4 separate regions of the Sus scrofa genome follow, and regions 1, 2 and 3 are each linked to region 4. The links are chromatin contacts, called in public HiChIP or PLAC-seq and promoter capture Hi-C maps. All regions are on one chromosome and are shown on one strand. The core of a region is the stretch at or near the end of the contact, and the rest is flanking DNA. Distances in the headings are between cores, read along the strand shown. Region 1 holds the start of RBM12 (RNA-binding protein 12). Region 2 holds the start of RBM39 (RNA-binding protein 39). Region 3 holds the start of ROMO1 (reactive oxygen species modulator 1). Region 4 holds the start of CNBD2 (cyclic nucleotide-binding domain-containing protein 2).

Region 1 (5,958 bases), core at 29-2,528, 250 kb before region 4:
GGTCCAGAAACCTCTCTTTCGGAGCCTGCAATTCTTAGTATACAACTCTCGGCACATTTAATACTGAATAACCCAGAATAACTCACCGGAGCTCCTGAGATTTTTCACTATAACGCACACTCTGGAAGCACCCATAAAGTCCATGCATTTAACAATCTGGCAGCTCAATCTCCTGCACTAGTGTCCATCCCGGTCAATAACCTGTAGCTTCTCAAAGCCCCTCCCACCCAGTTCACATGGCTGCAAACAAGCACCTCCAGCCTTCAATAAACTCAACTCACGCTCCATCAAAATCGCCCACTCCCTCCCGAGGGACAAATAAAGGTGGTGCACTTAGCAGCAACTTCCCTACTTCGGGACCAAGGGGCTGACACATCACTACCATCTTCGGAGACCCCCACAATGCCGGGGCTGGTTTCTCAAACTGCGGACACCCCGAAGGTAAGCTCCGCCCCAAAGCTGGGCCTCGGAAGCGTTTCTCGACAAAACCCCTCCACCTTCAGACCAAGAAGGCAGCTAGTCCGGACTTCCTTTCCAAACTCGCGGGAGGGCACGTACTACAGCTCCTTCCCCACAAATGTGTTCTAATTGCAGTCCTCTTTTTCTGAGAGGCCGCAAGGGCATCCTTTCCACTTCCGGTGGAGGGAGTGTCCTCAATACGATTATCTCCTCACTTCGGGGCAGTTATAATTTCTGCCCCCATGTTGGGGCATAGAGATTCTGGTTGATTCGGGATGTAGTGTGTTTTCACTGCAGTTCCCGTTGGTTCGCAGGCCGCCAAGCCACCCAGCTCTGGACGCCTCCCTTTCAGTCCACGGGACGGTCCTGGCTAATGCCTCATCCCCTCTTCGGCAAGCAGACCTATACTCTTTTGTCTTTCCTGCATCCTCTCAGGCCCGAGTGGCGCAAGAGGCGCCCCAGACCCCCCGCAGCCATGCCCCAACCCTTTTGTGTGGGGCGTTCGCTGCGGCGGGCTCCGAGGCCTCCGAAGGCCCCGCCCCGGGCCACCAAGGGGCGGCTCGAGCCCCGCACAGCCCCGCCCGTTCCGGGGCTGCGGGAGTCTTACCGGGGAGAACTGCGCGGCACCCGAACCCAGACCCGAGTTACCCCCCGCGCGAGTGCCTCCGCCCCGCGGTCGACAGCCCCAGCCAGAACGGCTTCCCGGAGCCCAAAGCAGCCACCACCTCCTTCGCCGCTTCACAAGATGGCCGCCGGCCCGCTCAACATCTCCGCGTTCCAGAAAAGGCGGGACAGCGTGGTTGACGTAAAGGGGCGGAGCGACGCAGACGCGCTTAGGTTTTCCAGCGAGTTCCCGGAAGTCGCCAACGTCTGTGGCGAGCGGAGCGTTGAGTTCAGTGCCTGCGACTTAGGCGCACTAGCCCCGCCTTAGAGGAGTGAAGCTTCACGGTAGGATCGCAGTATGTGACTCCAGGTTTTGTGCAGTTGCTTCACTTCTTAGAGCCTCTGCCTGAGGGAAATACTGCCTACCTCCCAGAATTGTTTTGAGGATTAAATGGACCACACAGCGGTATCTAGTTCTATTGATGATGCCCTGACAAATGGACCAAAACCTAATTCTTTTTTTTTTCCCCATCAAAAATTTTCAGTCCTGGAGTTCCCATCGTGGTGCAGCGGAAAACGAATCCGACTAGGAACCATGAGGTTGAGGGTATGATCCCTGGCCTCGCTTAGTAGGTTAAGGATCTAGCATTGCTGTGAGCTGTGGTGTAGGTTGCGGACGCAGCTCAGATCCTGCGTTGCTGTGGCTCTGGCATAGGCCGGCAGCAACAGCTCCGATTAGACCCCTAGCCTGGGAACCTCCATATGCCGCGAGTGAGGACCTATAAAGGCAAAAAGGACAAAAAAAAAAGATTCAATCCAGGCGTTCCTGTGGTGGCGCAGCAGAAACAATCCGACCAGGAACCATGAGGTTGAGGGTTTGATCCCTGGACTCGCTCAGTGGGTTAAGGATCCAACGTTGCCATGAGTTGTGGTGTGGGTCGCAGACGCTGCTCGGATCTGGCGTTGCTGTGGCTGTGGTGTAGGCCGGCAGCTACAGCTCCAGTTAGACCCCTAGACTGGGAACCTCCATATCCAGGGAGCTTTACATTTTTTTTACCCAGTTGTCATTAATCCCTCCATAGCTGCACTTCAGTATTATTACTATAACTTACTTTTGGCCTTGCCTACAGCATGCAGGCAGTCTACAGCCAGGGATGGAAACTGCATCACTGCAGTGACCTGAGCCACAGCAGTGACAACACAGAATCCTTAACTGCTAGGCCACCGGGGAACTCCAAATATTATTTTATTATAGAAAAAATTATTCTCCTGTTGCTCTGGTCCTAGCCCCCCAGACACCACTCCCCCTGCCAATACCCCATTTTTTGATTAATGTTACCATAATTGAACTAATCTCTCAAATCAGAAAGTGAGGAATCAATTGACTTAAAATCAGGGACTAAATTCATAAAACTCCCAACAAATCTGGGAAAGATCTATGTGGCAGAGTAGCCTGGTGCTAGACCAGTATGACTTGAAAAAACCAGGCCATACTTTTAAACAAAATCTATACTTTCTTATATATATTTTTGCAGCTATAGTATAATGTATTAAAAACAAAACCTGCTAAATACAATGTGGTATCTAGGATTGGATCCTGGAGCAGAAAAAGGGCATTAGTTAGAAAACTGGTGGAATCTAAATAAAATCTGAAATTTAGTTAACATTAAGGGCCAGATGTTAATCTCTTGGTTTTGACAATCCCAGTTTTACGGAAGATGTTAAAATTAGAGGAAATTAACTGATGGATATGCAACTCTGTACTATCTTTCTCTAAACCTGAAATTATTCAAAAGTAGAAATTTTATTGAGAAGTTCCCACTGTGGCACAATAGGATTGGCGGTGTCTCTGCAGTGCCAGGATTGTAGGTCACAACTGTGGCTCAGATCTGATCCCTGGCCCAGGAACTCCATATGTTGTGGTGCAGCCAAAAAAGAAAAAAATCTATTGAAGCATCTACTGTAGTTCCATCTCTTTCCTCCCTTGTCCATCTATATTCACCCTACTTTAGCCTAGTGGCTTTCAAAAATTTTTTTGACAATCACTCACCTGAGAAATACATTTGCAACCTGTATATACAGTAAAATATATAATCAGGAGTTCCCATTGTGAAACAGTGAGTCAATGATCTGGCTCCTCTCTGTGGTGTTGCCAGTTTGATCCCCAACCAGCACAGTGGGTTAAAGATCCAGCATGGCCCCAGCTGTGGCATAGGTCACAGATGCAGCTCAGCTTCGATCCCTGGCCTGAGGAATTTCCATCAGGTGCAGCCAAGAAAGGAAAACAAAACAAAACACAACACAACAAAAAATATATATAAGGAAGTTCTTTTGTGGCACAGCAGGTTAAGGACCTGGTATTGTCACTGTAGTGGCTCAGGTTGCTGCTATGGCTCAGGTTTGATGCCTGGCCCAAGAACTTCCACATGCTGAAGGCATAGCCAAAATAAAATAAAATTTAAAAAAAAATAAAATTTTTGAAAGGATAACATTCAAATATATAACCAAAATAAAATACTTAAAATGTTTCATGTACTGTAAATTTTTTTCTTTCAATCTTTTTATTGTTGGTAATTTCCTACCTAAGGTTTCAGACACAACTGGAAAAAAATCTACTCTGGCTGTTTCAGCCCTCTATTTGTTTCTCAGTTTCTCAAACATATCATGATTTTTAATGCCTCATGACCTTTGTTCTTGCCATTCCTTCTCATTTCTCACTCATCCTTAGCACTTTTAAGGGCTAGAAATCATGTTTTGGAGTTACTGTCGTGGCTCAGTGGTTAACGAATCCAACTGGGAACTATGAGGTTGCAGGTTTGATCCCTGGCCTTGCTCAGTGGGTTAAGGATCCGGCGTTGCTGAGCTGTGGTGTAGGTTGCAGACTCGGCTGGGGTCCCACGTTGCTGTGGCTCTGGTGTAGGCCTGTGGCTACAGCTCCAATTAGACCCCTAGCCTGGGATCCTCCATTTGCCATGGGAGTGGGCCAAAAAAATGGCAAAAAAAAAAAGAAATCATGTTTTTGCTTAATTAACACCTCTGCCAGCCTGTGCTATAGCCACAGCAATGCCAGATCTGAGCCTCGTCTGCAATGTACATCACAGGCTGCAGCAACACCAGATCCTTAAGCCATAGAGCAAGGCCAGGGATTGAACCTGCATCCTCATGGATACTAGTTAGGTTCGCTTCCACTGGGCCACAACGTAACTCCAACACCTCTTCAAGAAAGCTTTCCTAGTACACCCAGCATAGTATGTTCTCTCCCTCTTACTTCCTCTTAACAATTTTATTTCTGCCTTAGCACTCATCACAATCTATAATAGCCTTATTTGTTTAATTCTTATTGTCTCTCTACTAGAATGAAAGCTCAATGAGGGTCTTTTTTGGTCCTGTTAACCAGTGTATCCCTAATATTCAGAATAATGTCAGGTATCTGATAGGCACCGAAATAGCTGAATGAAGAGAGAGGCAAGCCGACTCACCTATGGAAATCAAGTGGAGTGGTATTCTGCTCCACAATTCCCCAGTACAGCTTGGAATTCTCCCTGAGCCTCTCATGAAGTCACAGAATAAATAGAGGAAGGTGATTTTATTTCTCAATATGCAAATTAACAACTCTTTTACAGAAACATAAATTACTAGAATAATAAGTAGAGTCATGTACATATTTCTAACTCTGTTAGGTCAAAGGAAAGGAGGACAAGGACACAAAGGAAACAAGCCTTCTAAGAAACTTGCTGTTCAGTCTACAGTCAAAATGAAGAGGTAGCCTTTGGAGCCACAAGAAGATTAAATCATAGTTGATTATACTTGTTTCTGAATGAATCAGTCTCTCTAAGCAGTGGTAAGCAACAAGTCAAATGTCCATGTACAGCGTCAGGGTCCCTGAACAAAGAGTCTTATTCCAGTTCCTCTGGCTCGCCCCAACAAGGATATGGACATGTCCAGCAGCAATATCATAGCATATATCCCTCTTGTTTCAGGATGAAAACATCTACTCACTATAAGACCAGAGAAGGACTCCTGAAAAGAAATGGGGAGTGTTCCCCACCAAGGGAGCTGAAGCCGGAGAGTTTTCATGTGTTTGTCTCGGAGGCAGGCCAATGCTGAAGTCAACAGAACTATATCAATTCTGGTTTGAACATGGAGCACCCACTGGGTGTAACAAAGTGCCTGGCTGTGCATGGGTTGGTGAGGCAGGAGGAGCCAGGCCAACACAAAGTCAAAGGCCCATTCTTCTAGTGTTGGGTCCACTTGATGCTCTTGAGGTCAATGCCATCCTGCACCATCTCCCAGAGAGGGCTGCCAAAGAGAATAGGTATTTTGATGAGTGAAGGTTTAGGAAGCAGCCAGAACTGGCTCCTAGACCATGAGCCCTGACTTGCCTGTATCTGTCCTTGTCTCTCCTCCACCTCCTTGCCCTAAGAGATCCCAATACAAGAAGTTAGCAAGTCTTTCTCTGCTATATTTAAGTCCTCGTCAGCTCTAACCTCTCCCCAGCTGCCAACAGGTACCATGTACCCCAGGCTCAAATCCAATGGGGCCAAACCAACAGTGACAGGTGACGTTATAGTCATGAAACTCTCATCCCACTCATGAGAGACTACAGATAGTCTCCCTGAGGGAGCCAAGACCCCAGGGACCTGTGTAAGCAGCAAGGTTCAGGTTCTTTACTAACCTCCAGCACTTGCTTCTCGGTTCTGCCCTCATTCTCAAGGGATAGAACTTAGCCCTAAATCACACCCTTACCCTTATCCAGTTCCTGCCAGCTTCATCTCCCCTGAGTTGGTCTATAATTCCAATATCCCTGGCTCCAATTCAAAAAGGTATCTTGGATCTTAGACCTGGGTATCCATCTCATATAAGGACTACTACTGGGAAATCGTTAAGCTCTGATCC
Region 2 (6,366 bases), core at 1,624-4,123, 180 kb before region 4:
GAAGTGGTAACATTTCAAGTTGTCAAAGGGTAAAGGGAACAGGAATAAGAAAATACAAAACAATTTTAAAACTAATTACTTATTTACAGTTTAACATGGAAAGCTATAAAAAAATTTAGATGGGTATGTGTTTAACCACTTTGTTGCTTACAATTAAGTCATCAAGATACAAAAATAAAAATGCATATTAACATGTTAAATTTTATTTTCTTATATAGTTAGATATTAAGTTATCCAGATATACAGTGTTGAAGTGGTTAAAGAGAATTTCTATAAAACATGAAGTCCTGTTTTGAGTTTTATTCCATGTGCTATGGCCCCTTTGGTCAGTACCATGGCTCTATTTCTGCCTAAGCCCCAAGTGGCCATGCTAGCAGCCAGCCACTATCGATTTCCTGTGACCGATGCCATTCCTGAGATCTTCGCCCATTTCCGTTGGAGGGTTGGGACTGTAAGAGCTTGATGCCACCTCTGTCACACATCTCGCCCTGAAGCAAACAGGGATTCACACTGCTTTAGTAATGTTGACTTCCAAGAACCCAAGAAAGTCAATTAATAATCCACCAGTCCAGCCTAAACATTTCCTACTTCCATACCTGTTTACATGGAATTACAACCACGTTAAACTAAGACACAGAATCTTAACATTAAAATAGAAAGTAGCTCTTCAAGAGTCTAAGCATTATGAAACTACACACAGTATTCAAAGCTTTAAAGAATTCATCCAAATTGGTACCACATGGTCGAGCTATACACTCCAAAACAAATGTATTATTTTTAAAAGCGCAATGTTTATTTTAAAAGTTTGATCACATCAGTTATAGGCGTATAAGTGCTAACTTACAAAGCTTACAGTTTTCGACATCAGTGATAATGCATGCAATACTGCTATTTTCACCACCAACCGGTGAAAGAATGAAACACACTATTTCTACTGTGATATTGAAATGGGTCAAAGGCTATATTAGCCGAACTAATTCCTTTGTAGATTTTAGTGTGAAATATTATGGCAGGGACTAATTAAAAATATGGAGAACAGTAAAAACAGTCATTAAGTGACTGTAAGTTGTGATACTGCCTCTTTTGCTTTAAGAAATTTTTTGTCTATTCAGGGATCCAAGAATTTTAGTAATTTTTAACTGAGCAGCAGATGCCTGTTTTAACATTTACTATCACCAGTCTTATATGTAGGATAAATTTTAAATCTCACCCATGTCTTCTTGTAAGACTTGTCTTATTTAAAGATTTGCTTGCCACAGACTGGTTATGCTTTGTTATTCTTGGACCCCTGCTGTTTTCCCAAACCACTACATTCACCTTTTTGCTATACCAAACTGGAGCTGGTAATTCTTAGTTGAGTCATTTTACCTAGGGGACCACGGTACAGCGATAAGTCACTCAATTACTACCTTATGATTGACAGTTCACACTGGAATCAAAGGTGAATTCATGGGAGTAGAGGTGAGATATCGTTAGGCAAGTCTACAAAGAGAGATAGATGGGCATTTATTCATCACGCTGAAGTGAAACTACTGCACAATATTATTACATCAATAGCATATATTTACTTTTGTAAGTTATAGTAATGCATCTCTGATAAGATAAATCAAGAGGGCTCCGGGAGGTTAGTCTACATTTCAGCAGTAGTTTCGTGAATATTGCTAAATTAAGAAATAGATAAACCTCACCGACATGTTTTTTCTCACCTTCTTGTAAGGAGCCTCAAGCATTGCTTCAATATCAATATCGTCTGCCATTTTCTCTAAACGCCTAGAGTTAAGAATGAAAATTAAGTGAGTAAACATTTAAAAATTCTGCCAGATTTCCTTCTTACCCGACGTACTCCAAAACTTAACAAAAGCCACAAAGATTGATTCAAGTGGGACTTTAGCAGGCTTGGCAATCAAACATGAAATGTCCCCAAGACCGGTAACGCTAAAGCGGATTAACTACCCGATTTTTAAAAATCCTACTTACTCAAAAACAGAACCCAAGACCAACGAGCGAAAGCGCCTCTTTCCGCGCAAAACCCGCGCTGCCATTTTAGGGGCAAAGGGAAACTCCCTTAGTTGGGAGGGGTTGTGTGCCATGGCAGCGTTCGGCTGGCGCCATGTTGGGAGGTCGCGGCCGGCCCAGGCCTCCAAAGGACAGGTCCCCATCTGCCCGCGGCCCCTCTAGAACCCGTACCACCCCCAAACTCTGAAATCTCCCCGACCGGAAAAGGGCGCGGTCGCCGAAATTTAATCTATTTCTGGAGAACTGCTCCCCCACCCCAATCCCGCCGCATGAGACGGCCTAAGAAGTGCCCATCAACCCAGAAAAAAACCAAACTCAAAAAAACGCTAACATTATGCGAATCCGCGACGCCCCCTTACCTGCGTGGCCTTTCGGGCCCCTGCGGTGCTTGGGTTCGGAAAGAGGGGGGCTGCTGCTGCTGCTGCCGCCGCTGGTGCAACTGTTAAGCCGCTAGGCCCAGGCCGCGATACCGCCCAGCCCGAATTTCGGGCTCCAAGAGCGGATAGGCCCAAACGAATCTAAAAGAAACAATGGGATTAAAGGAGCCCACGCGGGAGTTATGGATGGCGGCTTCGGCAGCACCGGATCCACCCCTGCGACAGCTTCGGCAGGCTCTCTGAAATGGCGGCCGCTGCTTCCCCGTACTCACATTCAGCAACACACATACACACACACAAACACACGGGGCCTCACAGAGCCCTCAGCACGGGCTCTCGCGAGACGTTGCCCCTACTCCTAGGCCAGAAAGGCCAAAACATCGCGAGAATAAGCATGGGGCCCTAGTGACCATAGCCCAATCTCGCGCAATGATTGCGCCACAGATATTCCCATCCCCCACCCGGGGAGCCGCTTTTGACTCCCCCCTCCAGATAGTCTTCCTCATCTCGCGAGACGGCGCGAGTCGCTAAACGCGAAGGCAGTTGGTGCATTTTTTGTCAATCTGATACAAAACTCTAAGCTGAATGGAGCTCTGTGGTTGCCGCCTCCTCGCGACACCACCCCATAACCGTCTGAAGGTTTCTCCCTCAGAGATGACGGCTTCTCCCCTCCCCCGCGCCCCCCACCTAGATGTCCGTCAAGGTCGCCATAAAGCGACCTAATCCAAATGGTGGATGAATAAAACGAAAACGAAAATCATATGTGGATTTTCCGGCAGGGGCGAGAACGGAGTGAAAATCATGTAAGAGATAAGGCAAGAGGAGATGTACAGGGGCAGGGGGCTAAGGCTGTAGAACAGAAATTGGGTTTCCTCGGCCTTTGGAGCCACTGGACTAAGGCGCTGCGTCTTCTGTCGATCTTCAAAACAGTAGTGGGAAAAGGCAAAGAGAAGGTGAAAAAATACTGCTTTCCTTGGCAGGGGACCAAGTTTGTGCCCTCCGAATTTATAGTCTGGCCTTGTGTCAGGGTTGCTATTGTTTCTTCAAAAATATCCCCCATTCCCCTGGGACTTGGACCCTCCCTCCCAGATGCCTGGCAGAGTATATAGATTCACCACTTGTTCTTTGAGCTACAGTGCTGCAAAAGAGAGGGGAGCAGACAGGTCACTGACCATAAAGCTTTTACCTCTAAGATAAAAATGTTTAGGAGTTCTCCTGTGGCAAAGGGGGGTAAGGAGCCCTCATTTCTGCTGCAGCAAGTATTGGATCCCCACCCCCTACCCCGGAGCAATGGGTTAAAGATCCCAAACTGCCAGGGTTGCCGTAGCTGCAGCTCGAATTGGATCCCTGGCCATGGAACTTCCATCTGCCACGGGTGTGGCCAAAAAAAGGAAAAAAATTTTTTGAAAGAAATAGGTAATTTAAAAGCAAAAAATCTTGAAGAAAACTTAAAATATGTTAACAGCTTAACGGTTGAGGGCAAAGATTTGAAATGAGCTTGGGCAAGTGCTCCAACACTGAGTAACCTTGGACAAATAAACTAACCTATCGGAGCCTCTCCTTCATTTCCTCCTATGAAAAAGGTTATAGTTAATAGGCTTAACTTCTTGATCCTGACCTAGGTGAATAATGCTTAACAGCTATTTCTCATCCCTTAGCCGCATACCAGCCAGGTGGATATTGGATGTGAGTGAATGAATGAATGGTCTAATAGGAGTATAGTGAGGATTAATGTGATAGCTGTAAAATGTTTGGCTAATACTTAATCATCAAAAAAGTTATGGGAGTTCCCATCATGGCTCAGTGGTTAGTGAACCCAGCTAGCATCCATGAGGACTCGGGTTTGATCCCTTGTTCAGTGGGTTAAGGATCCCTTGCCGTGAAATGTGGTATAGGTCACAGATTTGGCTCAGTTCCCAGCATTGCTGTGTCTCTTGTGTAGGCTGGCAGCTACAGCTCTGATTGGACCCCTAGCCTGGGAACCTCCATTTGCCACAGGTGTAACCCTAAAAAGACAAAAACAAAAAAAAAAGTTAACTTAGGGAGTTTATGCTGTGGTGCAGTGGGTCAAGGATCTGGCGTCTCTAGGGTGGCCTTGAATTAGATCCCCTGAGCTGAGAAATGGGTTAAGGATTCCTCATTGCCCCAGCTGTGGTGTAGGTCACTGCTGTGGCTGGGATTCGATCCCTGACCCAGTAATTCCGTTATTTGTGTGGGGAAAAAAAAAGTTATTTCTAAACAAAATTATTTAGAGCAAATGTATGTGTTAAAGTGACTTTCAGGGAATTTCCGTTGTGGCACAACAGAAACGAATCCGACTAGTATGAGGATGTGGGTGTAATCCCTAGCCTTGCTTAGTGGGTCTGGGATCCAGCATTGCCTTGAGCTGTGGTGTAGATAGCAGACACTGCTCAGATCCCTAGTTGCTGTAGCTGTAGCGTAAGGCCAGCAGCTGCAGCTCCAATTCAGTCCCTAGCCTTGGAACCGCCATATGCTGCAGGTGCGGCCCTAAAAAGCAAAAAAATAAAGCGGCTTTCAATTTTAAGTTAACTATCAGCTGTTTCTTTTAGAGAGTTAATAGATTTTGCATAATTAGTAATATTCCCTCAACTTCTTTTCTTTAAAATTCTGATCTCTTTTCGTGACTGTGCCCACGGCATGCAGAAGTACCTCAGCCAGGGATCGAACTCAAGTGCCCCAACAGTGAATGCCAGATCCATAACTTACTGTGCCACCAGGGAACTCCATTAAGTGCATTTTAATCCAGTTTTTCTTGAGAATTTAAGGCTGACATATAAAATTTGCCTTATTTATGGATCTAACTAAAATTTTAGAATCATCTTCACTTTTTCCCATTAAAATTGAATTAAGTTTTGGAGTTCCCTTCGTGGCTCAGAGGTTAACAAACCCGACTAGGATCTGTGAGGATGTGAGTCTGATCCCTGGCCTTGCTCACTGGGTTAAGGATCTGGTGTTACCGTGAGCTGTGGTGTAGGTTGCAGGCACGGCTCTGGTCCCTCGTTACTGTGGCTGTGGTGTAGGCCGTCAGCTGTAGCTCTGATTCAACCCCTAGCCTGGGAAACTTTGTATGCCGCAGGTGTAGCCCTAAAAAGAAAAAGTGAAAAAGAAGAAATAAATAAAATTGAGTTCAATTCTAGTTATACTTAACTCCCTTCAAAAAATCAGTCCTCCCCCCCCCAAAAAAAAAAATCAGTCCCGTTCATGTTAGACAAATTTCCTCAAATTTAGTATGCTTTTATCAATTTAACATGATGTTATTATTTTTGAATTCTTTAAAACTTTCCCAAGTACGAAAACAATTCTTCTAAAGGCAAGGATTGGGTGTTTGGGATTAGCAAAGGGAAACTACTATATATAGGATGGATAAATGACAAGGTCCTACTTTATAGCACAGGGAGCCATATTCAATATCCTATGATAAACCATAATGGAAAAGAATATGAAAAACAATATATATGTTATAACTGAGTCACTTTGTGGAAGAAATTAACACAAACATTGTAAATCAAATATACTTCAATAAAATTAAAGTAAAATTAAAAATTAAAATCACAAATAGCGTTTTAAATTTCTTGAAAGATTTTACTGTAGTCTCTAATACCTTTCCAATGAAAATCACAAATCTCAGAGTTCCCATCGTGCTACAATGGACACGAATCAGACTAGGAACTATGAGGTTGTGGTTCGATCCCTGGCCTCACTAAGTGGGTTAAGGATCTGACGTTGCCGTGAGCTATGGTGTAGGTCGCAGACTTGGCTCCAATCCTGTGTTGCTGTGGCAGTGACGGAGGCTGGCAGCTGTAGCTCTGATTAGACCCCCAGCCTGGGAACCTCCATATGCCACAAGTGTGGCCCTAAAAAGCAAAAATAAAATAAAATCACAAATCTCAAGTCAATTAATCAGACATTGTTTATTTTAATTTCTGGTATGCCAAGTTCCATTAAACAGTAC
Region 3 (5,942 bases), core at 1,022-3,521, 220 kb before region 4:
CTCACTTTCCCAGCCATACGCATGTGTCCGGGAGTGTGGGTTCCCATAGTAGTTGACTAGGTAAGGAAGCATGGCATCAAGCACCCGAGGGTCCTGAGCACAACAGAAGAGATCAAGATCAGTCTCCTTGAACCCATAGTTAACTCAGGCCTCCCTCCATACCCTAAAACATGCCCAACCTGTCTCAACACACTTCCGACCCTTCAGAACCTGCCCCGATTGGGCCTCAAACATTCTTCCATCCTCTCAGGTACTAACCAAGTGCTGGTTTAAAATACTCCTTGACAAAACCCATCTTTTTTTTTTTTTTTTTTTTGCTTTATTTAGGGACGCACCTTTGGCATATGGAAGTTTCCAGGCTAGGGGTCAAATTGGAGCTGCAGCTGCCAGCCTATGCCAGAGCCACAGCAACACCAGATCCTTAACCCAATAAGCAAATCTAGAGATTGAACCCACATCTTCATGGATACTAGTTGAGTTTGTTACCACTAAGCCACAATGGGAACTCCCCAAACCAATCTAAGATTATTCCACCATCTCCTCAGATAATCTACAAACATTGCCTTGTCCTGACAGCCATGCCTGCAAGTGTTTCCACTCCTGCCAAGCAATGTGATCTACAAGGAACCAGGACATGTCAGAGTCCCTGTGTTGATGGAAACTTGCATTAATATTTAAGCGTTTATAATGTGCCACAATTTATTCTAAGAGCTGCTTTATGTCTTTTAACCTGTTCAAGGAGTTCACATCATGGCTCAGCCATAATGACCTGACCAGCATCCATGAAGATGCAGGTTTGATCCCTGGCCTCGCTCAGTGGGTTAAGGATCTGGTGTTGCGATGAGCTGTGGTGCAGGTCACAGACATAGCTTGGATCCCACATTGCTGCGGCTGTGGCATAGGCAGGCAACTGTAGCTCCAATTGGACCCCTAGCCTGGGAATCTCCGTATGCTGCAGGTGCCGCCTAAAAAGACAAAAGACAAAAGACAAAAGACAAAAAAAAAAAAAAAAAAAAAAAATTTTAAATAACCTATTCCATACTTGCACAAATCCACAGTAAGTGGATTAGTGCAGCTAATTCCAGATCCTATGCTTTAAACTACTACGAGTGCCTCCACTGAAGTGATTTGACCAAGGTCAACAGCTTGTAAGTAGCAAAGCCATTTCTAGTGGATTACAACTCAAGCTTCCTCACTCCTGGTTCATTGCATTTCCCAACATACACTTCTCAATGGCTCTCACTTCTACAGAGATTCAGCCATTTCTGTGCACTGCCACTTCTATGGTATAATTCCTATAAACAGTCCTGGGGAAAGCTGTCCCTCCATCCTTACCAGAGGAGTTGTAGCTTGCACATCCATATACAGAGGCCGCAGCACTGGCTCTGCCTCCGGAGCAGTGACTGCATCCGAGGGAACAGCAGACTGGGGAGCATGGTCTACAACTGACAAAAAAATGGAAGGGAGTGGCCAAGTGAGAGAGAATGCAACTTTGTACATAGAACATCCAAGAGAGCAGAAGGTAAAAGCTGGATCAAGGTGTGTTAAGTTGAAAGGATACTGAGGTCGAATCTCAACGTAAAAGGAAACAAAACATCAGAAAACTTGAGCAGAGCTTAAAAAGAGGTGAGGGAGAGAGAAAGAGTTCAGGGAGGGGGATGTTGAGACATTAAAATTGCATTGTTGGGAGTGGTGAGACCTGTGAAAGAGCAAAGCCATTGAGAATGAATGTGGAGACCATAGGTCAGGGTTTTTCTTCAAAGGTTAGGAGCTGGACGACCAGCATCTCTAAAATTTGGGCAGGAGAGGTCCTAAGGCCAAGCTTCAAGGGCTCTGAGGGCCTGCGGGGCCGGATCTGAAGTGCGGGAGGGGGAGGGGGCGCGCAGCGAACTCAACCGTTCAGAGGGCCGGCCTGAGAAAGTTTGAGGGGTGCACCTAAGAGGAAGAGTCAGAGGGGCCGGGTAGCTGGCGGAAGAGGGACGCTCCTGAATATTCAGTTGCGCCATATCACACAAGGGAAAGATCGGCGTCGCCAGAGAAGTGTCAGCGAGCGGGCCAGGGAGCGTACCGCGCAGGCGCAGCCCCCGAGTGGGCGACTTGGCCCTCGGCCTGGCAGCGGCGAGCACGGCTGCGGCCACCCGCCTCGAAGCGGTTCGCAGTAGCATGATCCTGGCGGCAGAAGCCCCCGCCCGAAGCGGCCGCGGTCCTCGGCTACCGAATCCCGGAAGTACAACTCCGCGCTCCGGAAGCGATTCTCGGAGCTGTGCTATACGCTCCGCCTCGCGTTCGGTGTGAGACGTAGAACTCAGCGACTGAGGCCACGAGCGAGGTGAGGTGGGGGTGCCGCGGCGCGGGGACTCAAACGCTAAGAGGGCAATGGAGTCGGGCTACACCCTTATTTCCCCTTACAGATTTCCCCGAGCCCTTGGGCCCACTCTTCACCCTAGCTCCTCCCGCCCCCGCTCTGGTCTCTGGCTGGCGGCTAGGCCCGTACTTCCCTAACCTTCCAACCCCGCAGATGCCTGTGGCCGTGGGGCCTTACGGACAGTCCCAGCCAAGCTGCTTTGACCGCGTGAAGATGGGCTTTGTGATGGGTTGCGCCGTGGGCATGGCGGCAGGGGCGCTCTTCGGCACCTTTTCCTGTCTCAGGTGAGGGGGGCGGGCGGTGATCTCTGGGCGGGACTACCAGACTTTCTCGGTCCACACCACTCACCACTCGACCTGCAGCCAGGATAAGAGCCTACTTACTCCAATTCCCTCTGGCCTTTAACGAGCCAGATTTTCTAAACACCTTCAGTCTGGGAGGACAGGTTGGAAGCCTAAATGGTTGAATATGAGCTCTGACTTTAAAACGCTCTCTGGCCCTTACTCATTCTGTAACCTTAGGGAAATTGGAGCTTGCGTTTCATGTGTAAAGTGAGGTCTGTAACTGCTACCTCATAGTTTAAAGGATCAAATCAGAGCACACACAGAATGTGGCATATGTCATGTGCTCAATAAATTGTATTCCTATTGTGTTAAATATTATATTTATTTCCAATTGCACATAGCAAACTTGCTGATTAATTTCACCTTTCTGGGAGTAGAATGTAGAATGTCATTTTCACACCTAAGAGAGACTGTATGGATCTTAATAAATTAAAAATTACTATTTAGTTCCTGTTGTGGCTCAGTGGAAATGAATCCGACTAGGAACCATGAGTTTGCGGGTTCAATCCCTGGCCTCGCTCAGTGGGTTAAGGACCTGTTGTTGCTGTGGCTGTGGTGTAGGCCAGCAGCTGTAGCTCCAACTGGACCCCTAGCCTGGGAACCTACATATGCTGGGGGTGCGGCCCTAAAAAGTAAAAAAAAAAAAAAAAAAGAAAAAAAAAAACCATTTATCGAGCACTTAGTGCCCATCTCTGTGCTGAATGCTGTTAACAACCCTGTTATGATCCCTATTTTACACTTGACACAGCCTGTGAATTGCTAATCTAGTTCTGGAATCCATGTATGACTCCCCAATCACTGTTTTAATGTCGTCTAAAAGACAGATGTTAACCAGATCATATATACTCGGGAGGTAAAAGCAGCACAAAAATACAGTTTCCCTTTCCATGTTCTTTACACTGTTTCTGCTGCCTCCCACAATCTGAAGACAGTTGAATCCGCCTAGAGAACCTGATGATCCTTTACCCACCTCATGTGAAATGTCCTGAATGGCCTGATTATAATTAAATTGAAAAGGGGCAGTTAATTTCCCCATTCCCTCTTGTATTTTTGTTCCCAATTGGCCCCATCTTGATTTCCTCCTCTCAGGATCGGAATGCGGGGTCGGGAGCTGATGGGCGGCATCGGGAAAACCATGATGCAGAGTGGCGGCACCTTTGGCACATTCATGGCCATCGGGATGGGCATCCGATGCTAACCAGGGCAGTGGTTGCCCACTACATCCAGCCTCTCCAATCAGTCCCAGCCCATGTACTATAATAAAACAAACCTTTGAATATTGAGTTTCTTTTGGAAGCATTTTTCTTCTCATATGCAGCCTATTACAGTTAAGAGAGATGCACTAATGAGGTTTGGTGTCTTGTTTCACTAACCTGAAACATTTTTTGGACTTTCCATAGGTTACAGTAAACCTTATTATTGGACTCTTTAATAAAGTTAGTGCTATCAGACTGTCTTTCACCTTTAAAATAGTGGCAGGTCTAGATCTTCTCAAGGTCATACTGAAAGGTTAACTTTTATTTTCAAAAAATTGTCCTTCATATGATTTGACCAGAAAAAAAAAAAAAAAAATTCCGACTTTTGTAGCCTCAAAAGGAATACATCCCCATGATTTTCAAAAGCTGACACTGACACCTCCACCCCATTTTACTAACTGGCTTATGGTAGTTTCCTAGTAATGAGAAGCACCCCTCACCTGTAGAGGCAAAATAATTCCTTGACATTCTTCTAAGCGGAGCTGCCCTCCCAAGTATCTGTCACTAACGTCGTGGTGCAGTGGTTAACGAACCACGAGGTGGAGGGTTCGATCCTTGGCCTTGCTAAGTGCGTCGAGGATCTGGTGTTGGTGTAGGCTGCAGACACAGCTCAGATCCTTGCTGTGGCTCTGGCGTAGGCCAGTGGCTACAGCTCCAATTAGACCCCTAGCCTGGGAACTGCCATATGCCACGGGAAGCAGCCCAAGAAAAGGCCAAAAAAAAAAAGGAAAAAGAAAATGGTAATAAATGTTACACAGAAAAATAACCTAACTGGAATATTTGAGGGCACACAGACACTCAGAATCCAACTGCAATCAAGGACAAACCAAAATAGCAATGGAAGAATACAAATTTCACAACCAAGTGGTTGTTATCCCAGGAACTAGTATTACTTAAATGACCTGAGAATAGCCATTTAAATTGTTTGGCCACACTTGCAGCATATGTAAATTCCCCAGCAAGGGATCAAACCCGTTCTACCAGTGACAATGCCCGATCCTTCCAGTGACAATGCCAGATCCTTAATCCACTGAGCCATCAGGGTATTCCAAGTTATTCTTTATTATTAAATGCCTAACAAACTTGCTTTGGGCATCATTTACAACCCAAACTTCTTTCTCAGGTGGTGGACAAACTTGTCACCTCTTAACAGTATTAAATGCCTAAGGGCACGTTTGCTGTCCCAATTCCCTAGAAAGGAATGACGAAAACAAACCTGATAGTACTTGATTCAAGAATAAAATTTTTAATTATTTAGATACTTGGAGACTTTGGAAAGAAAAAGTTGACATATATATATCCCCCTGTGACCATGAACACTTACTGCTACCTAGTGTTCAAAAATAGTTAACTTGACTCTTGAAACTTAAGTTAAATAACTGAACCAAATAAGGGAATTACAAAAGTCCCACAACAAAGTTGGTAGATAGTTGTAATGCCTTCAAATTCAAACTAAGTATCTTGATATAAACCTGTAATACTTGTGCTTCAACCCTAACAGTACAGTAAAAACAAATAGGCAGGTGAGGAAATCGGTAATGGGAAGGAGCAATTAGGAGCAACCTAGCCTACTCAAAAAGGTTCAACCTACACATACAAACTCGAAGCAGAGTTCAGAACACAAAGTGTTTGGAAAGCTTGCTGCCCATGTAAAGTAAAAGCTTGACAAATGCAATTCAATTTGGGAAACCAGTTTTAACTTACAAGCTTCCATTCAATTCTTTAAATAGCAAAGCAATTTTTCCCCCATAAAGATGCTCAAGACAACAAAGGGGAGAGGCCTGGGCAAATCTGTATGGTTTTCTTTCTGAAAAATTCTTCAGCTTTCTTTCATACAATACCCCAAATACGAAGTATAGTAGAACTAAGGTGGACTAAGGAATGTACAGGGGCAACTTAAGGTCAACAGTTTCACTAAGAATTTTCCCAAAGAGGAAAAAGAAACTCTAAAAAGTCAAAGAAACTAATATTCTACCT
Region 4 (5,946 bases), core at 2,602-5,101:
GCACAGGTCGTTGTGGTCATGAAGGCCTCTGTACCAAGATTTTGTTTCAGGGAATGCTCTGTCTAGTGATTTAATTCATCATTTGATATAAAATGAATTTAGGACAAGTTGACCTGCTGTAGCTTATCCATCAGAGGGAATACATGTGGCTATGACGTCTATAATAAAGGTGACACAATTCCTCTTCAAGGGTTGTTTCCCATTGCTAACGTTGGTATTTCTGGTGTGGGAGGAAATGTTCAAGGAGTGTGCATGACATCTATGTTTTGCTTAATTTATCAGACAGCCACATTGTAATAACTGTGTGATGCTCGTCTGAAAAGGGAAGAAACAGGATGATTTTCGGTAGCTACAACTGTGAGGTATGGTGACTTAAATTATTTGGATTACCATTTTTTCTTTTCTGAAAGCACATCTGGGCATCACCTCTGGGGAAGCTGTAACTTTAAGGTAGTCAATCTCATGTTTTTATTAAAGATGGAAGCAGAAACTGAATTACCCTAATTTTGCCAAGTGGCCATTGTTGGGTTTATTGTATGCTTTTTGTAAAGGAAATAATCCCATTTCACTCATTGTCACTTTTGTCCTTAGGGAGGCAGAGATGACTCCAAGTTCTGATAAAGTGTGCTTCCCTAATTTAAAGCCATGTTGCGGGACTCTATCCCCACTTCCTGGGTCAAGTTGAATTAACCGCAAGTTGGAGCACTGGAAACTGTTATTTGCAAATATTACTGTTACCATTTAGAAATATGTACACTACCTAAGTTTTCTTTTGAGAAAAACCATCCACCTATTTAAAAAAAAAAAAAAAATTGCCTTGACACAAGCAGTTCTGGTTTGACTAATCATTTTGTTTCTTTAAGTAATGAGTGTATGCAAGGTGGACCCTTGATCAGCCAACATTGCACTGTGGATACATATCTGTTTACGCTATTAGAACAGAAGGCGCTGTATATAGAAATGTTGCTTTGAAGCAATATTTGCAAAACATGCAAACTTCTGTATCTGTATTTGGAAAAAAATAAAGCAGGTTTTTGTTGCTATGTTTCAGTCATTTGTTTTTGAATTATAGTTCTCTACCCTATTTTTAATGTGCATTAATTTTCTATAAACATTATCTTTTAAAGGAATTCTTTTACATTCTAAATAGATTTATCTTCTGCAGGGAGGCAGATGCAAGCTCAAATCCAAAATCCCAAGGAAGTATGCAAAATACTTTGGAATTCATTTAAGTGTCTTTAGTAATTTATTTTTTATTCTTTTCTTTTTTTGCTTTTTGGGGCCGCACTCTTGGCATAGGGAGGTTCCCAGGCTAGGGGTCCAGTGGGAGCTACAGCTGCTGGCCTTCCTCACAACCACAGCCACCTCAGGTCCGAGCCATGTCTGCAGCCTACAGCTCACGGCAACGCCAGATCCTTAACCCACTGATCGAGGCCAGGGATCAAACCCGCAACCTCACAGTTCCTAGTTAGATTCGTTTCTGCTGAGCCATGACGGGAACTCCAGTGTCTTTAATATTAAAAAGTAAAATGACCCTTACCAGCCTCTAGCCCAATCTGGCAGATGTACTGTGGTGAGCTACAGGCTTAGCTTTTTGTTGAAAGTGGTGCAGGGAAGACAAGTCTGGCCTTTCTTACATTAAAAGATGGCACCCACTGCAACTAGGACCCTTCTGAGACCAATCCAGTCTGTGAACCCTAATGAAACTCTTTCCTGGGTGGGCAGAAGACTCAAGGAACAGAGTAGGCTTTAGGGTTATATTGCAGAGCTTCCCTATTACTTACTAAATTCCTTCTTCCCTTCCTGAACAATTAGGGAAGCAGTTGGAGAGACATTAAAATGAGTAGCTCCAGCAGCGTAATCCATTAGTTCACACTATATCTGCCCCTTAAATCATTTGTGAGGCCTAAAATTTGTTAAGGTGAGTTTGGAGGCCTAAACCAGACTCACAAACAGTAATAACTAGCCTATCTCTGTAAGGACCTGCGCTAAAACAATTACTAAAATAGCCTGATGGATTTCCCATTGTGGCTCAGCGGAAACGAATCTGACTAGTATCCATGAAGATGCAGGTTTGATCCCTGGCCTCTCTCAGTGGGTCGAGAATCTGGAGAGCTCAGGTGTAGGTCACAGACATGGCTCAGATCATGATAGGGATAGAGTAGGCCTGGGTGGTTGTAGAAGTCCCAGTAGGGAAAGAAGGAAACCTGGGGGACGTTGGGAGAAAGCCATCAGAACAAGGCTTGCTGGTTAGACGGGTGGAGGTGCGAGAATTGCCTCAGGTCCTCAGGTGGGGGATGCGCAGAGGCCTGCATTCAGATTCAGATCAAGAGCAAGAGTTTGAGGACCGCCCTTCAGCTGATTTGAATACACACCTTATCAGATACTAAGGAGGAGCTACTTCTCCCAGGAAGGAAGAGGCGGGCCTTTCCAATCCCACTTTCCATGGATGATAAAACTGGCCCACAGTATCCTCCAGGGTGAAGCTTGCTCACCTGCCCGCTTGCTTCTCTCACAAGCGTCCTATCCTAATAAATCTGTTTCTTGCCTATTAAAAAAAAAAAAAATAGCCTGATGAATTGGGCCTTTGGGGAAGCCAGTGCCCAAAGGGCAGGCAGGTGGGACAAGTAGTTTGGCAGTATTGATACAGCAATGGCCACTTAAACGAGTATTTAGTAGAGCTAACAATTTGTCTGCACCATCCCACAGTCATAAGGTAAGACTATAACCATCATCTACCCTCTTAGGTAGGAAAACAAGCTCAAATTCCAGCTAGTGAGAGGGTAGAGCGAATACGGAACCCAGGCTGCTGGACCCACATTACCAAACAAAGGAAACCCAAGTGGGGTCCTAGGGAACGCGCAGGAGAAAATTTCCCAGATGTGGAGGCCCAAGCCTAGCCAACCCAATGATTCCACAAAACCTACGAAGGTCAAGTGAATAAGAAAGGCTTTATTCTCATGAGCTCCCAACTTGATTTCGCCACCAGTCAGAAAGGTTGGAAATAGGCTCGGGGAAATAAACATTGCAAAGGACGACCGAAAAGGACACTCGAGACTGCAGGAACAGCCAAAACTCGTTTTTCATTAACGCAGAATGGAGAGCCGGGCCGCCGGCAGCCCGGCTGCTCAGCCTGTAATGCGTACGTCTGTGCGGCGGCGAAGCCGCCGGGCCCGCGCCGCCTCGGGCAGGATGGCGAGCAGCTGCTCTTGCACCAGCATCTCCACGATCTGCTCCTTCGTGCGGATGTCGGGCCGCAGCCACTGGCGGGAAAGCTCCCGCAGCTGCCGGAACGCTTCCCGCGGGCCTGCCGCGTCTTGGTAGCGGAACTGCCGGAATCGCTGGCGGAACGTCTCTGGGCCGGGCCGGGAACCGCCAGGGCCTGGGGGTGAGCGCGGAGCTGCTTCGGCAAACGACGCGGAGCCCAGGGCTGCGGGCCCGAGGGGCAGCTCCAGGGAGGCGGAGGCGGCCGAGTGAGGCGTAGGATTCTCTTCGGCGACCTCGGCCTTGGGGCTGGAGGGCTTGGGGGCAGGCGGTGGGGCCTCAGGAGTCGAGAAGGAGTCCGCAGAGTCACGCTCCGGGCCTGAGCTCGGGCCGGCCCCTTCTTCTTTCCCCAACGGCAGCGCGAGACTCCCGGTAGCCGCCAAGCTCAGCTCGGTGGCCGCCATAACTCCGCTACGGACGTCACTCTTTGTCCCGCAGCTGAGGGCGCGGCACTACGTCTGCGCGGGGGCTGGGTAAGGAGGGAGACGTTTCCGCTAGAGGGCGGAGTCCGCGAGACCCTGAGGGAGGCGGGCGGGGGGCGCCGTGAGCTTACCAGCGCCGGCGAAGCGGCTGGGGCGGCCGGAAGTGGTCGTCCCCGCTGGCTTCTCTATGATGACCTCGGTGCGCGAGCGCCCGGAAGCCGAGTCTGGGCTCGAGGACGCGGCGCCCCCTCGCGTTCGCGAGTCCCGCCAGGAGGCGGCGGCCACAGCAGGGCACCCGGCTAATCTAAGCGTGCAATGGTCAGTTCGGGATGGTGGCGCCTCCGAGCACCAGTTCGAGGAGAAGGAGGAGGCGGGGAAGGAACCCGAGGAGGTGTCGGAGGATGACTCTGAGGAGGAGAACTCTGAGGAGGAGTTGGAGGAGGAGTCGGGGGAGGAGCCGGTGCCGGAACGCCTACTCAGGCCCAAGGAGGAGGGGCCCAAAAGGGTCATCATGCGACTTGGTGGCTTCGGCCGGCAGGTGACCTGCGCCGCCCCTGCCTCTGCATGCGCACCTTTTTACCCGACCCTAATTGGGATGAAGGCGAGCCAGAGCTCGCGGGGTCTGGGGCCCAGCAGGTGGCAGAGAAGGGACGGCGGGATGACTGTCAGGCATTAGGGGGAGGGCCCAACTCGGGAAAGTTCTTTCGCTCAGTCGAAAGAGGGCAGTACACCTGCCTGGTAGAGGGAGTGACACAGATAACGTGTGTAAGATCCTCAGCACACAGAGTAAAACTTGCCCTTCTCATGGCACAAAGTAAATGCTGAAGAACTTTTTTTTTTTTTTTTTTTTTTTGCGTGTCCTCTGGAATCAAGGGACAGGTGGCGCTGTAGGTTTTGCTTTTAATTTTAGGATTACTAAATAGACTAAATGTGTACTGCCATATAGTGGTCACTAGGTATGTATGCTTACCTCGTTAGTTCTTGAAATGTGGCTAGTCAGAAAGGGAATGTCCTGTAACGTGACATATATACAGGACTTGGTATGAAAAAGATAAAGTGTCGCCGTAATTTTTTCTGTTGTTACATGTTGGATTGATAATATTTTGCATATATTGAGTCAAATAAAATATATAATTCAGGATTTCCTGTCGTGGCTCAGTGGTTAATGAATCCACCTAGCATCCATGAGGACACAGGTTCGATCCCTGGCCTTGCTCAATGGATTAAGGATCCTGCATTGCTGTGAGCTGTGGTGTAGGTTGCAGATGCCGCTGGGATCCTGTGTGGCTGTGGCTGTGGCTTAGGCCAGTAGCTACAGTTCCGATTCGACCCCTAGTCTGGAAACCTCCATATGCCATGGGTACTAAATATATATATATATGTATATAAATGTCAAATTTCATGTGTGTCATTTTACTTTTTAAATGTGACCTACTAGAAAACTATTTTTTATGGGGGGGGGCGCACCTACAGCATATGGAAGTTCCTAGGCTAGGGGTGGAATCTGAGCTGCAGTGCCAGCCTAAGCCACAGCCACAGCAATGCCAGATCCCAAGCTGCCTATGTGGCCTACACCAGATCCTTAACCCACTGAATGAGACCAGGGATGGAACCTGCATCATCACAGATACTAGTTGGGTTCTTAACCCACTGAGGCACAACGGGAAATCCAAAAACTTTAAATTATATATATGGCTTCCATTACATATATGTTGAAAAGTAAAACTGTGCTACCCTGTTGGAATTAGGCTGCCTTGGTGGAATCCCAATCTATTTGCCATAGGCCAGAGTTGTTGAGAGGATTAAATAGTAAAGACTTTGGAAAGAAAGGGCTGTTTAAATATTTGTCTTCATTAAACTGCTGTTTCTGAGTTTTCTTGTCTGTACATTTTGGATGTAATAGAACTTATGTCATTAGTAGTTATGAAAAGTCAGTGAGATGATGCATGCTTTGTATCCCCATTTCACAGACAGGGAAACTAAGGAACGAGACGGGTCCCTTATGAAAGCTTTTTATGACACTTGCAGTCCCTTTGATTTCTGTGCAGAATGAATGGGCCGTTTAAACAACCATCAACATACTAGTGGCTCTGGTATAAAACTTGCCTCTCCCATAGGATGTACTCTTGCAAATGTGTTAAAATGGATCCTCACAGAACATTTTCCATAGCCTGAAAACCTTGCAAGTCATCACACTGGGCCTTTATTGTTTTTAGTTACTAACATGTAAAAACTGGGAGGTTTTGTGTGCAAATCTGGA

What was found. Promoter capture Hi-C pulls out the DNA fragments that hold promoters and counts their contacts. HiChIP or PLAC-seq counts read pairs in DNA pulled down with a chosen protein or histone mark.
Region 1: a contact with region 4 is called in an H3K27ac HiChIP or PLAC-seq map of alveolar macrophages. The contact joins the promoter of RBM12 here to the promoter of CNBD2 in region 4. A contact is called at or near these places in 1 of 5 promoter capture datasets (liver), 1 of 47 Hi-C or Micro-C datasets (heart right ventricle) and 2 of 2 datasets of contacts at active chromatin or transcription factors (alveolar macrophages and skeletal muscle).
Region 2: a promoter capture Hi-C map of fetal liver shows a contact between it and region 4, with 2.3 times the contacts expected there. The contact joins the promoter of RBM39 here to the promoter of CNBD2 in region 4. A contact is called at or near these places in 2 of 5 promoter capture datasets (fetal liver and liver), 5 of 47 Hi-C or Micro-C datasets (embryonic fibroblasts, fetal skeletal muscle, heart right ventricle and 2 more) and 2 of 2 datasets of contacts at active chromatin or transcription factors (alveolar macrophages and skeletal muscle).
Region 3: an H3K27ac HiChIP or PLAC-seq map of alveolar macrophages shows a contact between it and region 4. The contact joins the promoter of ROMO1 here to the promoter of CNBD2 in region 4. A contact is called at or near these places in 2 of 5 promoter capture datasets (fetal liver and liver), 2 of 47 Hi-C or Micro-C datasets (embryonic fibroblasts and heart right ventricle) and 1 of 2 datasets of contacts at active chromatin or transcription factors (alveolar macrophages).

The regions. Positions count from the first base shown.
Region 1 is chr17:38,996,026-39,001,983 of Sscrofa11.1, forward strand. RBM12 (RNA-binding protein 12) reads right to left here and starts at 1,279. Exons shown (of 3, transcript XM_005672896.3): 1 at 1,185-1,279. CPNE1 (copine 1) reads right to left here and starts at 1,164. Exons shown (of 16, transcript NM_001143703.1): 1 at 1,067-1,164. NFS1 (NFS1, cysteine desulfurase) reads right to left here. Exons shown (of 13, transcript NM_001136510.1): 13 at 4,634-5,361. The coding sequence ends at 5,298.
Region 2 is chr17:39,061,930-39,068,295 of Sscrofa11.1, forward strand. It overlaps RBM39 (RNA-binding protein 39), which reads right to left and starts at 2,874. Exons shown (of 17, transcript XM_021078281.1): 1 at 2,376-2,874; 2 at 1,707-1,770; 3 at 1-1,482.
Region 3 is chr17:39,026,950-39,032,891 of Sscrofa11.1, forward strand. ROMO1 (reactive oxygen species modulator 1) reads left to right here and starts at 2,272. Exons shown (of 3, transcript NM_001097462.2): 1 at 2,272-2,329; 2 at 2,519-2,649; 3 at 3,799-3,992. The coding sequence starts at 2,519. The coding sequence ends at 3,907. NFS1 (NFS1, cysteine desulfurase) reads right to left here and starts at 2,229. Exons shown (of 13, transcript NM_001136510.1): 1 at 2,069-2,229; 2 at 1,336-1,445; 3 at 1-93. The coding sequence starts at 2,165. It overlaps RBM39 (RNA-binding protein 39), which reads right to left. Exons shown (of 17, transcript XM_021078281.1): 17 at 5,192-5,942.
Region 4 is chr17:39,241,524-39,247,469 of Sscrofa11.1, forward strand. It overlaps CNBD2 (cyclic nucleotide-binding domain-containing protein 2), which reads left to right and starts at 3,852. Exons shown (of 13, transcript XM_021077743.1): 1 at 3,852-4,224. The coding sequence starts at 3,874. It overlaps SCAND1 (SCAN domain-containing protein 1), which reads right to left and starts at 4,105. Exons shown (of 1, transcript XM_003134419.4): 1 at 2,933-4,105. The coding sequence starts at 3,668. The coding sequence ends at 3,129. It overlaps PHF20 (PHD finger protein 20), which reads left to right. Exons shown (of 18, transcript XM_021078131.1): 18 at 1-1,050.